Linked DNA regions of Pan troglodytes: regions 1 and 2 are each linked to region 3. The links are chromatin contacts, called in public Hi-C and HiChIP or PLAC-seq maps. All regions are on one chromosome and are shown on one strand. The core of a region is the stretch at or near the end of the contact, and the rest is flanking DNA. Distances in the headings are between cores, read along the strand shown.

Evidence for each region. Hi-C and Micro-C count contacts between places; a contact is called where the count stands out from the background. HiChIP or PLAC-seq counts read pairs in DNA pulled down with a chosen protein or histone mark.
Region 1: a contact with region 3 is called in a Hi-C map of stem cell-derived neural progenitor cells, with 13 times the contacts expected there. The contact joins the enhancer-like site here to the promoter of ZNF827 in region 3. A contact is called at or near these places in 1 of 7 Hi-C or Micro-C datasets (stem cell-derived neural progenitor cells) and 1 of 1 datasets of contacts at active chromatin or transcription factors (stem cell-derived excitatory neurons).
Region 2: a contact with region 3 is called in an H3K4me3 HiChIP or PLAC-seq map of stem cell-derived excitatory neurons, with 3 times the contacts expected there. The contact joins the promoter of LSM6 here to the promoter of ZNF827 in region 3. A contact is called at or near these places in 1 of 7 Hi-C or Micro-C datasets (stem cell-derived neural progenitor cells) and 1 of 1 datasets of contacts at active chromatin or transcription factors (stem cell-derived excitatory neurons).

Annotation. Positions count from the first base shown.
Region 1 is chr3:147,519,670-147,523,749 of NHGRI_mPanTro3-v2.0_pri, reverse strand. It overlaps C4H4orf51 (chromosome 4 C4orf51 homolog), which reads right to left. Exons shown (of 9, transcript XM_054683420.2): 6 at 1,879-2,045. The coding sequence ends at 1,938. Among named protein-coding and RNA genes, the nearest start is that of C4H4orf51, 51 kb to the right of the region's middle. Within about 2 kb of position 1,364, at least 22 of the 24 cell types and tissues checked have an H3K27ac peak or open chromatin away from gene starts, as enhancers often do. A contact at or near this core is called in stem cell-derived excitatory neurons and stem cell-derived neural progenitor cells, where this site is marked.
Region 2 is chr3:147,961,482-147,965,482 of NHGRI_mPanTro3-v2.0_pri, reverse strand. LSM6 (LSM6 homolog, U6 small nuclear RNA and mRNA degradation associated) reads right to left here and starts at 2,398. Exons shown (of 4, transcript XM_003310475.4): 1 at 2,274-2,398.
Region 3 is chr3:147,725,871-147,729,903 of NHGRI_mPanTro3-v2.0_pri, reverse strand. ZNF827 (zinc finger protein 827) reads left to right here and starts at 2,160. Exons shown (of 14, transcript XM_016952308.4): 1 at 2,160-2,762. The coding sequence starts at 2,720.

The DNA.
Region 1 (4,080 bases), core at 115-2,614, 210 kb after region 3:
ACTAATGAATTGGTTTGACCACAATCTTCCTTGCTGTATATGATAAAGCTCTTGATGCCCAGGTCTCTTCCCCACCCTCCCGTCCCCAAATTAGGCTGCAGTACTGTACTCATCAGCCATGTGACCTTCCCGAAGCCCCTCCACTTTCTGAGTGTCCTCAATCAATGGATATACATCTCGGATGAATCCTAAGGAACACTCTAGTTACAACACTCTGAGTCTATGAACCTGCCGGTTCCCTTTTTCTTGGACACAAGCCCTAACCCACGTGTGAGGGAATATGTTTCCACAAGCAAACATTTGTTCTTTGCCTTTTGGGGGTTAAGGAATGGTGGACAGACAGGCGAGAAGGTGTAGACCCCACCATACCAATGTTGCTGGTCAAATTGAACTTGTGTGGCCAGGTTACTGTTGAAACCTATCTGTAAAGCTGTTAGCCTTCATTTTTAGAATTAAAACAGAATTCTAATCAGCTATCCTCTGCGTATAGTAAAAAACAAATGATGAATTAATGATAGCCATTACCTTGGAGAACTGTATTTTCTTGGACTAGGAAAAGCCAAGAAATTCGAGATTAAAACCAGGATCATGAGGTACTAGACTCGGAACCTAAACAGAGGCCTTTCTCTCCTTCTGCCTGGGATGTCTACCAGGGCTGGCCAGGGCAAAACTCTGGAGGTTCCTAAGTGGCTACAGGGCTGCCTTTTCAATGCATGCTTTTGGAGAGCTTAATGGAAACCATACGAAGGTTGCCGGGAATCAGACCAGATGGCTCCCGGGGAATGTATTTAACCCAACCTAGGGCTAAGAGACAAAAATAATCACTAGGAGTTTGTGGGGCGGGAGGCAGGGGTGGTGCTGCGACTTTTAATTGTATTTTCTATTCAACAGAAATCCTAAGAGAAGGACGGTCTTGGTAACTAGGAGTAAACGGAAGGGGGTGTGGGGAGCAGAGAGCGGGGCTGGGGAGGAAGAGTGGTAGGAGGCAGCTACGTTAGTAAACCAAACACCGTTCTGCTTTTCCGCAGAAGTCGGCGGCTGCCGAGGCCCTTCGCGGGCCTAGACGGCAGCGGGCTCCTTCCCGCGCCCCAGGTCATGTGCAGCCCCTGCCGCTCCCGGTCCCTCCCTCCTGCGCGCTCCGCGGGGGCGACTAGGCGGGCGGTGGTGGGGGGGAATCAGCAGGAGGAGGGTCGTAGGCGGCGGAGGCGGCCTGTGGACGCTAGAGGAGGAGGATCGTGGGGGAGAAGAGGTGGGCCGTGGAGGAAGAAAGAGACGGCCGCTCGGGCGGGCCGGGAGGAGCGGGAAGGGGCGGACCGGGGAGGGGAGGGGCAGGCGGCGGGTGGGCGGGCCGTGGGCGCGGCTTTGGGGGCGCAGGCAGCTACCGAGGGAGCCGGGACGGGAGGGCCACGACTCCGCCCCTGAGCTCGCGCGCCCGCCGCGTCTGAGGCCGCCCCCGCCCCCGCGACTGTCGCAGCCAATTCGCTTCCCGGCGGCGCCTTGCGCGGAGGAAAACCTGGCGGTGGAAGGCTCCGGCTCTGCTGGGTGACCGCTCTGAATACAAAGAGCCTTTCTCACGCCCCTGCGCCTTCCCCGGGGCTCCCAGATACAAGGGACAGGCTCTGTGACGCCGGAGCCCCCGACGGTCGGGGCCGCAGCACCATTTCTGTGGTTCTAGCAGAGAAATGTGGTCCCAGGTATTTATTTAAAAAGGAAAATTTAATAAAGATTATAAAAACTTTTGTCTCTCTCCACCAATTAAAAAGGGAAAAAACTGATAAATGAAGCCCATGGAATTGTCCCAGAAAGCCAACCTGCCAGGGTCCAGACGTTCCTGGGCGGGGCGGGGTGGGGGGGGGGGGTGTTGGGAGGGCCCCATACCTCAAAGTTGTTTATTAAGCAAACTCCACGCCTCCAGCATTGTGGCTTCATTTTCCAACTCAGTTAAATGGCGATGAGGGTCCTCCCCAGCCATAATCGGAGTATCGATCAGCTTCTGAATCCTCAGATGAGCAAACGTTGCTTTCAGAATCGCACCGTCCATGAAGCTGGAGAAAAATGGCCTGGTTGTCAACACTCGCTCATCCGCAAAGGTCACTTTTCCACAGAATTGGGAATTAAATTGTCTCTTCCAAACCAAACATCATTCATGAGCAGGAGATGGGATTGATCCTGCATTTTCTTCCATCTCTCTTAACCTTCCTGTTTAATATATTGTGTCTCTGTTAGGAGGGCCAGATTAATAAAGTGGGAGAGAAAAAGGGCAGGAACACTTGCAATCCCTAACCGGCCCCCACTGCTTCTCTGGTAAGATTCTTTCCAGGTTTCCCTAATGCCTTTAGTTCCCACATTCCTGGATGTGAATGCTCTGCTTTCCAGTTTCCATCAGGAACTTCTTCAAGATAGGACACAGGAATATAAATATTTAGAGAATGATTACCAAAAGCACTACCCAGCAAGCAAATACTTTCGGAACTAAGAATAGTGTTAATGATCGTTGAAAATTTCATTCAATCTCTACTTATTGCTTTGATGCAGGAAATTGGGCATTTATATATCTCAGTGCTTGTTCTCTTCCAAACTATATATATTTAAAAATATTAAGATTTGCCTTGTCTCGGCCGGGCATGGTGGCTCACGCCTGTAATCCCAGCAGTTTGGGAGGCCAAGGTGGGCAGATCACCTGAGGTCAGGAGCTCGAGACCAGCCTGGCCAACACAGTGAAACCCTGTCTCTACTAAAAATACAAAAATTAGTTGGGTGTGGTGGCACACACGTTAATCCCAGTTACTCGGGAGGCTGAGGCAGGAGAATTGCTTGAACCCAGGAGGTGGAGGTTGCAGTGAGCCAAGATCACGCCATTGCACTCCAGCCTGGGCAACAAGAGTGAAACTCTGTCTCAAAAAAAAAAAAAAAAAAGATTTGCCTTGTCTCATAAATAAAAAGTCATGATTTATTTTTTTGGTCAGGACTCTAGGTCCAAGGTTTTCCAAATATGTGCCCCATATTAATTGTGTGGTGTGTGTGTGTGCACGTGCATGTACTTTTAGTCTGTTATTGCACCACAAAAACAAGAGCAGGATTAATGTCGTTTATTTGTTGGGAATGGTTGACTTAAAAGCGGCTACTTTGAGTACAGAGAATTCCCTTTCTGGGAGGGGTTGGGGAAGCACCTTACAGAGAGAAGCAGCTGTTCCCCAGAACAGCTGCAGACACTGATTGGCAATGGAATTGCTTGGCACCAGTACAACTCCATGTAGGCAAGAGGGATTTATTTATTTAACAATAGTTAATGATTCTCCCAAGCAACTCCCAAGAGGCCAGCTTTCAGTAAATGTACTTTCAGGAAATCATCTACCCTTCCTAGAAGCAGGCATCAACCCTACAGTGAAGGGATGTCCCTGGTTGACCACACAATATAACTTTCAGGGGACCACGCAGCTACAAATGCCCCCAAACAACTCCCTCCACAGTCTGCCACCGCACTGGCTTTCCATGTTTGAAATGCTCCCTGGGAACATTATCAGGTCCTAAGCAGAAAAGTTGAGAAAAACTGCACCATTTTTGGAAGAGCATCATTAAAATAGACTGGTTGCCTGGGAACCAGCGTGGGTCATCCAACCCTCTCCCATTAGCGAAATGTATCATATCTGCTAGTTAATGTCCAAAGACCAGCATTTCCAAGTGAAAGTGAAATGTATGTATAACTGGTGGTTCTCGTGATACTGTTAGGTAGTACTTGTATAACATTTTTTATTTTAATGGTCAGAGTTTTTTTTTTTAACACACATAACGAGCATATCAAGCCCATGGTATAATAAACATAATTACTTAGGATGAGTCTGAGTTTTTTTTTAAGTTAAAGAGAAATCTTAATAAAGTAATAGAATAGCAAAAATAGTTGTAACTTCTATGCAAAAACCAGTTTTTATTCTTTCTTTCAACTTACTCTCTAAGGATGTCTGCCAGAACTTTAAGACATAAAAAGAACCCCATTTTAACAATCTGTTTAAAAGCCCTGGGGTTTGAGAAAGTCTAATCAGGAAGGAGAGAATCCCTGGTCTGGAGGGTCATATCGGGGAA
Region 2 (4,001 bases), core at 1,149-3,648, 240 kb before region 3:
TCAACAAATACTAACCAAGTAATCTCTATTATGACCACCAAAAACGGAGAAAACAACTGTTTCTGTCATTCAAGAACCAGCTGTTTCCAAATCTAGAGATGCTTGTTAAAATGCAGATTTTCCCGAAGTCTACTCAGGTAAAGGCACTGTATTTTACATTTTATAAAGTTCTCCAGATAATTTCTATAAGCAAATGGTTCTCATCTAGGGGCAGTACCCCCAACCCTGCCCCACCCTGCTCAGGGACATTTGGAAATATCTGGGGACACTGAACTGTCATGACTGAGGAAGGTGGTGCTACTGCTATCCTAGTGGGTAGAGACCAGGGATGTTGCTAAACATTTTACAACAGGACGGCCCTCCACAACAAAGGACTGCCCAGCACAAAATGTCAATGGAAGTTGAGAATCTCTGCTATAAGCCCTAAATAAAAAAATAAATAAAAATAAATAAAAATAAAAAAAATTGTTCTCTGGTTTTAAAGTGAGGAGTTTTAAAGAAATCTCCAAGGTGCAGCAAATGATAACCAAAAGCTACATTCTAACCAAATGATGGAGTGTAGATTATAATTAATCAGAGATGTTTTATTGTAACATATAGGGAACCTGAAAACAACTGTCAAAATCTTGAAGGGGTTGCCATTCTAAATAATGGATTTCTAGTCTTGGCCATGAAAATGATCACTTTCCAATTTTTCAGTGTTACAGGTCTCTCCGATGATTAAAATCTGTTAGTACACTTTTAAAAGGAGAGAATAACCCAGGTGATGTAAACAAATTTTTAAATTCTAGTATCTACTATGCCACAGTTCAGTGAGAGACTGCCTGATACAGCACAGAGTACTCACTTGGGAGGCAGGAAACCTGAGTTCTAATCCCAGCTCTGCTACTTAATTAGCTGTGTGACTTGGATAACTCATAATTTCACTTCTCATGGCCCCAGGTTCCTCATCTGCAAAATAAGGGAGTTATGCCAGATGACCACTTAAGTCTCTTCCTGCCCTAACATTCAGGTAGTCTAACGCATTAACGCCAGTGACACACACACACACACACACCACAAACACAAGCCTCTCAAGATTTCTGCACAATATTCAAGCAAGTAAAATTGCCAAACATCTCTAAAACTTTTTTGGAAAACACTGCAGCAATGTGTATGAAGGCCTAAAACAGACCTTTCAGATGACAGCATCTGATCTGATAATTTCACTTCTGAGAATCTAGTCCAAGGAAAGAATCTAAAAAATAGAGGGAAAAGAGTTTATCAAAGCACTATCTGGGATGCTAAGATGATGTAAAAATTCAAAAGCAATCTAATGTCCCACAATCGGGAAATGACTGAATAATTTACGGGACCGACACTGGGACCCACAATGATGGGACAATCAAAAGAAGATACAAAATTAGAATAATATTTAGGAAGAGTTTTTAAATGGAAGTGGGAAACTATACTGTTAAGTGATTAAACATGTACACTCTTAGTTCAAGTAGAAGCTAGCACATACAAGAGAAAATGATCGTAGGTGAAAGGGTTCAGTGAATATTGTTTTCTTCACTAAAGTCTTCTATGTTTGCAATTTTCTATAATAGTCACGTATTACTAAGAGCAGTGGGGCAGGGTAATCCGCATCATCTTAATCCTACACACCTGAAAAATGCCTGCTATGCAGGTGTGCGGACACGCATACGCACAGAAAACCTCGGGCGATAGGACTTAAGACCATACAATCGGGTTCCTCGACCTGACAACTCGGTAAGACAGGCGAGTCCAGCCTTTAATTCCTGTGGTCAGGCGCAGCCACCCCGATGTAGGGGAGGGTTCGCAATTCCCTGAAGCCCTCCTGGAAGACAGGCGAAGCCTAGGCCTGGGTTCGGGATCCGCTTTCCCGCCGAATCTTGGGATAAGCGTCGGGGCTCCCTGGGGAACTTCAACAACCTGAATTGGTCTCGGACGCCAACTCGGTAGGAGCCGGGACGGTGCCGCTCCTCTCCGCGCAGTCTAGGCGCCTCGCTGAGGGCGGTCCCGGCGCCCACCATCAGACCTCTCCCAGCCATTCCATGCGCGGAGAGCTTGGACGCGGCATTTCGCGGGGACCCGCCACCCAGCGGTCCCTTCCCGGAGCCCCAGCCCGTTCACCGCAGGCCCTTTCCGGGGCTGCCTCGCCCGGCCTAGGGCCGCTGCAGCCGCCGCTCCACAGCGCGACTGAACACTGGGGCACCGAACCTGGGGCTGCGCCCGGCCCCGTCGTCGGCCCGCGCAGCGGTGCGGCTCACCTCGCCGGCGGGAACCAGAACCCTCACTCCAAGCGCCCCACGAGCCCGGCCGCCGCGGATGATCCCAGCCAAAACCGAAAGCGCCGAGGCAGGGGCACTTTTCTGCCTCAGCCAATCAGTGCTCTTCTCTGCTACGGCAGCCCGCTGAGGCCGAAAAAGCCTGTCAGCACCAAAGCGCGCAAATCCAAGAATCCTGGTTTGTCTAGTAGCAAAATTGGTGCAGTGGAGTTCCTCTAACAGAAATCTGAGTACAAAACAAATACAATACAAAACAAAAACAAAATTCCAGGAAACTAGAAGTGATCTTTTGGGCAGGATTTATTTACAGAAGTGTAAAAAATAACTTGAAGTCATAGGAAACTGGAATTTACTGTTTAAGTAACGGCATTGTGTACCCAGAAACGTCCTTGAATAGTTTAAAGCAAATAAATAAATAAATGAAACACCTCAAGTCTTTAAATCTACCTCTGGATATTGATTAAATGTGTGAAGACTTAAGCCATTTTAGCAAGAGACTGTTTCCATGGCAATGTTAATTGATACAAAAATAATCAAAATCACTCAAGTAACTCCAAATTATAATGACATTAATTGTGTTACATTACTAGTTCCTATTGGAAATGGTGTGCAGACTTATTTCAGTGCTAGTATGGGAACTTGGTTTGGAATTTTGCATGAATTCTCAATACTCTTTCTATTAATGGAATTGAAGGGGAAAAAGAAGAGAACTGTTACACCAGGACTTGATTCCTTTTTCCCCCTCCACATATACTCTCATCAGTTGAAAACTTATACTTTAATTATATTTATGATTTGTAACACTATACACAGAGTGATAAGATCTTTCAACACAGATCCTTAACCCCATTAGGTGTTATAAAATCTAAGATGCAAAATTTTTTTCGAAGATAAAGAGTTCCTCCCTTGTAAACTTCTTTTGGTTAAAGGCAGAAGAAATGAACTTTTGATTGATATTAGGGACAGAAAACAACTGGATATGATTTGTTAAAGAATAGAGACTTCCTTATATCCTTCTATAAAAGCTCAGTTTGGATAAAAACCGAACAGTTACTGATTTATTGTGAGGGCTGTATTTGAAGTTCTTGCAATATAAAATACAATGTAAATAAAAATTTTAAGAAAAGTACCATTTAAATCAAATAATTACATGCAAAGAACAAACATAATAGGATAAAAAGCCCTGTTCCTAAAAACTTTCTTTGCAAACGACATCAAATTGCACATTCCTTACTGATTGTTTAAATTATTAAAAAAAAAAAAGAAAATTTTTGATTCAAACTTCTTTCCCTTTCCTACAGAGCCCTAATCGAGCCGTTAACACTAGTGTGGTGGGTAGGGAGCCATGAGGAGTTTTAAGGGCCTAGTTCATCTGCCGAGCAGCTGCAACCTTCTCTAAGGCGAGTAGCTGGGTAAGGGCCCAGTTTGACACACGGGGTGGGCATCTTGAATTAATTCATGAGCTAACAAGCTTATAAAAAGTGTGGCTGTTCCCAAAAGCCCCTCAGCAGCTTATAAATGACTTTTACTAACTCACAAGGCAATTTTCCGTATTTCCCAGGTTTTTGCTTTCAGCATCTTTTATGATGCAAAGAAAACACTGCAAGACCTTTGGTGAATACTAGTCTTCAAAACCCTGAATGTAAACATTAATTTATTAAGGAGCCTTAAAGTCATAAAAATATTTTGGCAAGCTTTAGTTTAACTTAT
Region 3 (4,033 bases), core at 911-3,410:
GTGTGTCTATGCAGAGTCATAATCCTGAACACCCTAGCCAAAGGTTCTGAGAGAGCAGTGGTGAAGTGTGGTGACCATTTTGTTCAGCTGTAAAGATTCTACACACTCAGGGCGTTGGTCTACTTGGAAAGGATGGGCTCTAATTTATCATTAATATATTAATTTCAAGTCCAATGTCACCGACAATAGTCAAAATTATGGCAAATTGAATTTGACCTGAGTGGAAAGATAGTTATATTTCAAATTATAATGCAGGGCAACCTAACTACCAGTTTTTTAAAACCAACACTCGAGGAAGAACTGGTTTAAGGATGATGCTCCTTTTTTTTTTTTTTTTTTTGAGATGGAGTCTCGCTCTGTCGCCAGGCTGGAGTGCAGTGGCCCGATCTCGGCTCATTGCAACCTCCGCCTCCCAGGTTCAAGTGATTCTCCTGCCTCAGTCTCCCAAGTAGCTGGGACTACAGGAGTGTGCCACTACGCCCAGCTAATTTTTGTATTTTTAGTAGAGACGGGGTTTCACCATGTTGGCCAGGATGGTCTGGATCTCTTGACCTCGTGATCTGCCCACTTCCGCCTCCCAAAGTGCTGGGATTACAGGATGCTCCATTTTAAACTTGACTGCTCTCTGTTTTGGTTTTAGATTGAATTCATGCAGGTGTTTCAAACCTCGCTTTCAATAGCATTACTTGTTACTGGGAAGCTAGATCTTTTGGGGGGAGTTGGCAGGGAGGGGTTGAACGTGAGATTTCTCTATCAGTGAAAGACATCTTTTGGGAGATACAGCACTCTTTAAGCTTCACTTATAAAAGTGTGCAATATAAAGCCTTATTATTATTTTTAATAAGGCAGGTCAGAATTTAACCCCCATGGCTCTCTTTAACACCACTGAAGTTGTAAGAATTAACTCAACCTCAAAGAGGCATGAGTTATCCATGTAGGCTTATAGAGTGTCATTTTAATGTTCTATGTCTTTACTGTGCCTCCACTTTCTTTGATGAAAAGGTCTATTTAAAAATTGGTAGGAAAATATTTAACATAATAAGATGATGAGTCAGAGTTTTAAAAAAGCTAAAAAGGGAAGATGTAGTTAAATAATGCACCTTTTTATTTTTTAGCTACATCTGACTCATGACATATAATGTATTCTGCTAAGTTCAAAGTTTCCTCTTACAAAGAGAGTTTTATGAAACAACTCTTCTTCAGACCATTTTTATTTCAATTATAGTAGCAGGTTTTGGAGTTTAAATCATTAACAACCTCTGAGTGAACTTTTATCCAAATGACTGCAAGTCACAAAGAGAACAGTCCTCTTTCACCAAGTACCTTTTGTGTTCGAGTGAGACCCGTCCTTTTCTATTTTCCTTCTTTATGTCTCTCTTTGAAGAAAGATGTGTGATTTGTAAGGTAATGAAAGTATGTATCAGTTAATGAAAACTGCTATATTGGGCTCATAATGCACACTGGAATTGCTTCAGGGTAAACTTCATATACCTGCAGTATATAGCAGGGGAAAAAGTGAATTTCCGAAGTAAAGATTGCTGTGTGCACTCTAGGAGTATCACGTAGCAGTTAAAGCAACCATCAGGGGTGACCTAATCTTATTTTCCTCTCTTTGTCAAGTAGCTGTAATGTTCATTTAGGAGCATTTTTCAGTTTTAACTCCAGTGGACACTCCAAAACTGGGCACTTATTCTGTCAACTGTCAACCAAGTTATTGATTCACCATATGTTGTCTTTTCATTTTTTTTAAATTAGTTTTTTTGGAATGTTTTTGAAGAGTGTGTGGGAGACGATAACCTCCAGATTTAAGGTGATGGGGTAGGGACAAAAGCCTGCAGAATTTCATACAGAACAAAATGTAGCTTAATAAACAAAAGAAAGTTAAGAGAGAAATTTATTTCCTTTTTAAAAATCAGTAAAATAATGAACTAATCGTTGTTTAAAGAGTGGGAAAAACTTTTTTCCCCCTAGATTTGGTGACTAGCGGGATAAATTTGAAGAACTCCATCCCACCCCCGCACGCGCGCCCCCCATTCTTTCCAGACAGAGCGGTTGTAAATCCGAGGCTGAGTCCGCCCTGGGAGCCTTGGGGCACCTTCCTCTTTGCTCTGTGTGTGTGTGTGCGTGCGTGTGTGTGTGTAGCTCTCGCTCTTTCCCTCAGTCTGTGCCTCTGTGTGTGTGTGAGTGTGTGTGTGTGACAGAGAGCGAGAGAGAGAGCGCGAGAGGAGAGAGAGCGAGAAAGAGAGAGAGAGAGCAAGAGAGCGAGCTGTGAGCTGTGCTGCCGCCGCCGCTGCCCTTTGATCCCGACATTAGTGTTAGGGGCTCGGAGACACAGAGCGCGGCCATAGACACCGCCGCACTGGCACTCATTTATTTATACCTCCCATCACACACGCGAGCATAGGACACACACACACTCACACCTATTAGATCCGTTTCCATTGAAGAATATTACGCTCGGGGACAAGCCAGGTGCACGACCAAAAATTTAAAAAAAAAAAAAAGGAAAAAAGAAAGGAAAGAAAAGAAGAAAACCCCTCTTCTGGCTCCAGGAAACAAGCTTCAACCCATTGCACACACCGGAGAAGGGGTTTCCCCCTGCCCGCCCGCCCGCCCCCCAACTACCTCCCCGCTCCTGCCAGTGTCTGCCTCTCTGCCCCCACGGGGGTTTATTTGATCTCACATTAACCAAGGAGGAGAATGTGAGAAAAGGGGGAAAATGCCCAGGAGGAAGCAGGAGCAGCCCAAGCGCCTTCCCTCACGTAAGTCATCCCTTCTCCACCTCCTCTCGTGCCATTTTCTCGCCCTCCCTCTCCTCTTTCCCCTCCGCAGCCTCCTCCGTTGTTTTCTGCATTAGTTTAGGGTTACAGAGGTGAAACTAACAAAGACACAGCCCGGGTTACTCCTCGTTTAGGTCTATGCTGAGGCAGCCATGTTGGTGATGATCAGCCCCGTGCCCTTTCTATTCTCTCTCTCTTTTTCTTTCTTTCTCTCACCCCCCCCCTCTTTTTTTCCTTGAGATTGGGCTTTTTTTTCCCTTTCCCTCCCCTTCCCCCTCCTCACTCTGGGTTGCTGGGGGGAGGGGGCAAGAGAAGGGAGGAGGGGAGTAGTGTGGATGCCGGGGGTTTTATCGGGGGTTTGGTGGGGGGAGGTGGGAGAGGTTGGAATCTTAAAAAAAAAAATTCCTTGTGGATTCCGGCGCCTGAGGGTGCGGGGGTCGGGGCGCGCGGAGGGCTGGGGGCCGTGACATGGCGTTTGGGGGTGTCAGGGAGAGGGCGCGCAGCAGCCGCCGGGTACAGGATCCAGGGAGAGGTCCGTCCCTGGCTAAAGGTTGCGCCGGGGTTGGTCGGCCCCCGAGCCGCCGGCGGCAGCGGCGGCGGCGGCTGGAGCAGGAGGAGGCGGAGGTGGAGGAGGCGGCGGCGGAGGAGGGGAGTCGGGGGCGGGCGAGGCGGGAGCGGCTGGGGAGGGTGTAGGGGCACCGCACACAAACACACGGGTACACACGCGCCGCCGGGCGGCTGCTCCCGCGGCGCCGAGGCGAGGGGGCGCGCCGGGGCGCGGGGCGGCCGGGCGGGGGGCGAGGCCGGGCAGCGGCGGGCGGATGTGGGGTGCGGGAGCTGCGCCGAGGCGAAGGCAGGAGGCAGGGCGGCTCGCGGCGCGCGAGGTCCCTGCAGAGCGGAGGGGAGGGAGGAGCAGGGCTCCTGGCCGCAATAAAATGCGGGGTCAGTCGGAGCAGACGGAGCCGGGCGAGACTCGGGCTCTCAGACCCCCTCCTTGGCGAGCCTGAGCAGAGTCCAGGACTAAAGTGCATCACAGCCCTCCCCGGCGGCAGCCACACACGCCAACTGGAGACACACACCCGCCGGCACGGCCCGGTCCCCTTCCCCTCCTCCACCCGCGCCCCCGGTCCCTCTCCGCCCGCCCTCCGGCTTTTCTTTGCGCGACTCTTAACTTTTCCCCCACTCCCTCTCCAGCTCCCCCCAACCCCCCAGTCTTTCTCCGCTTTGAGTGTTTCGAGATGCTGCTAAAGCTA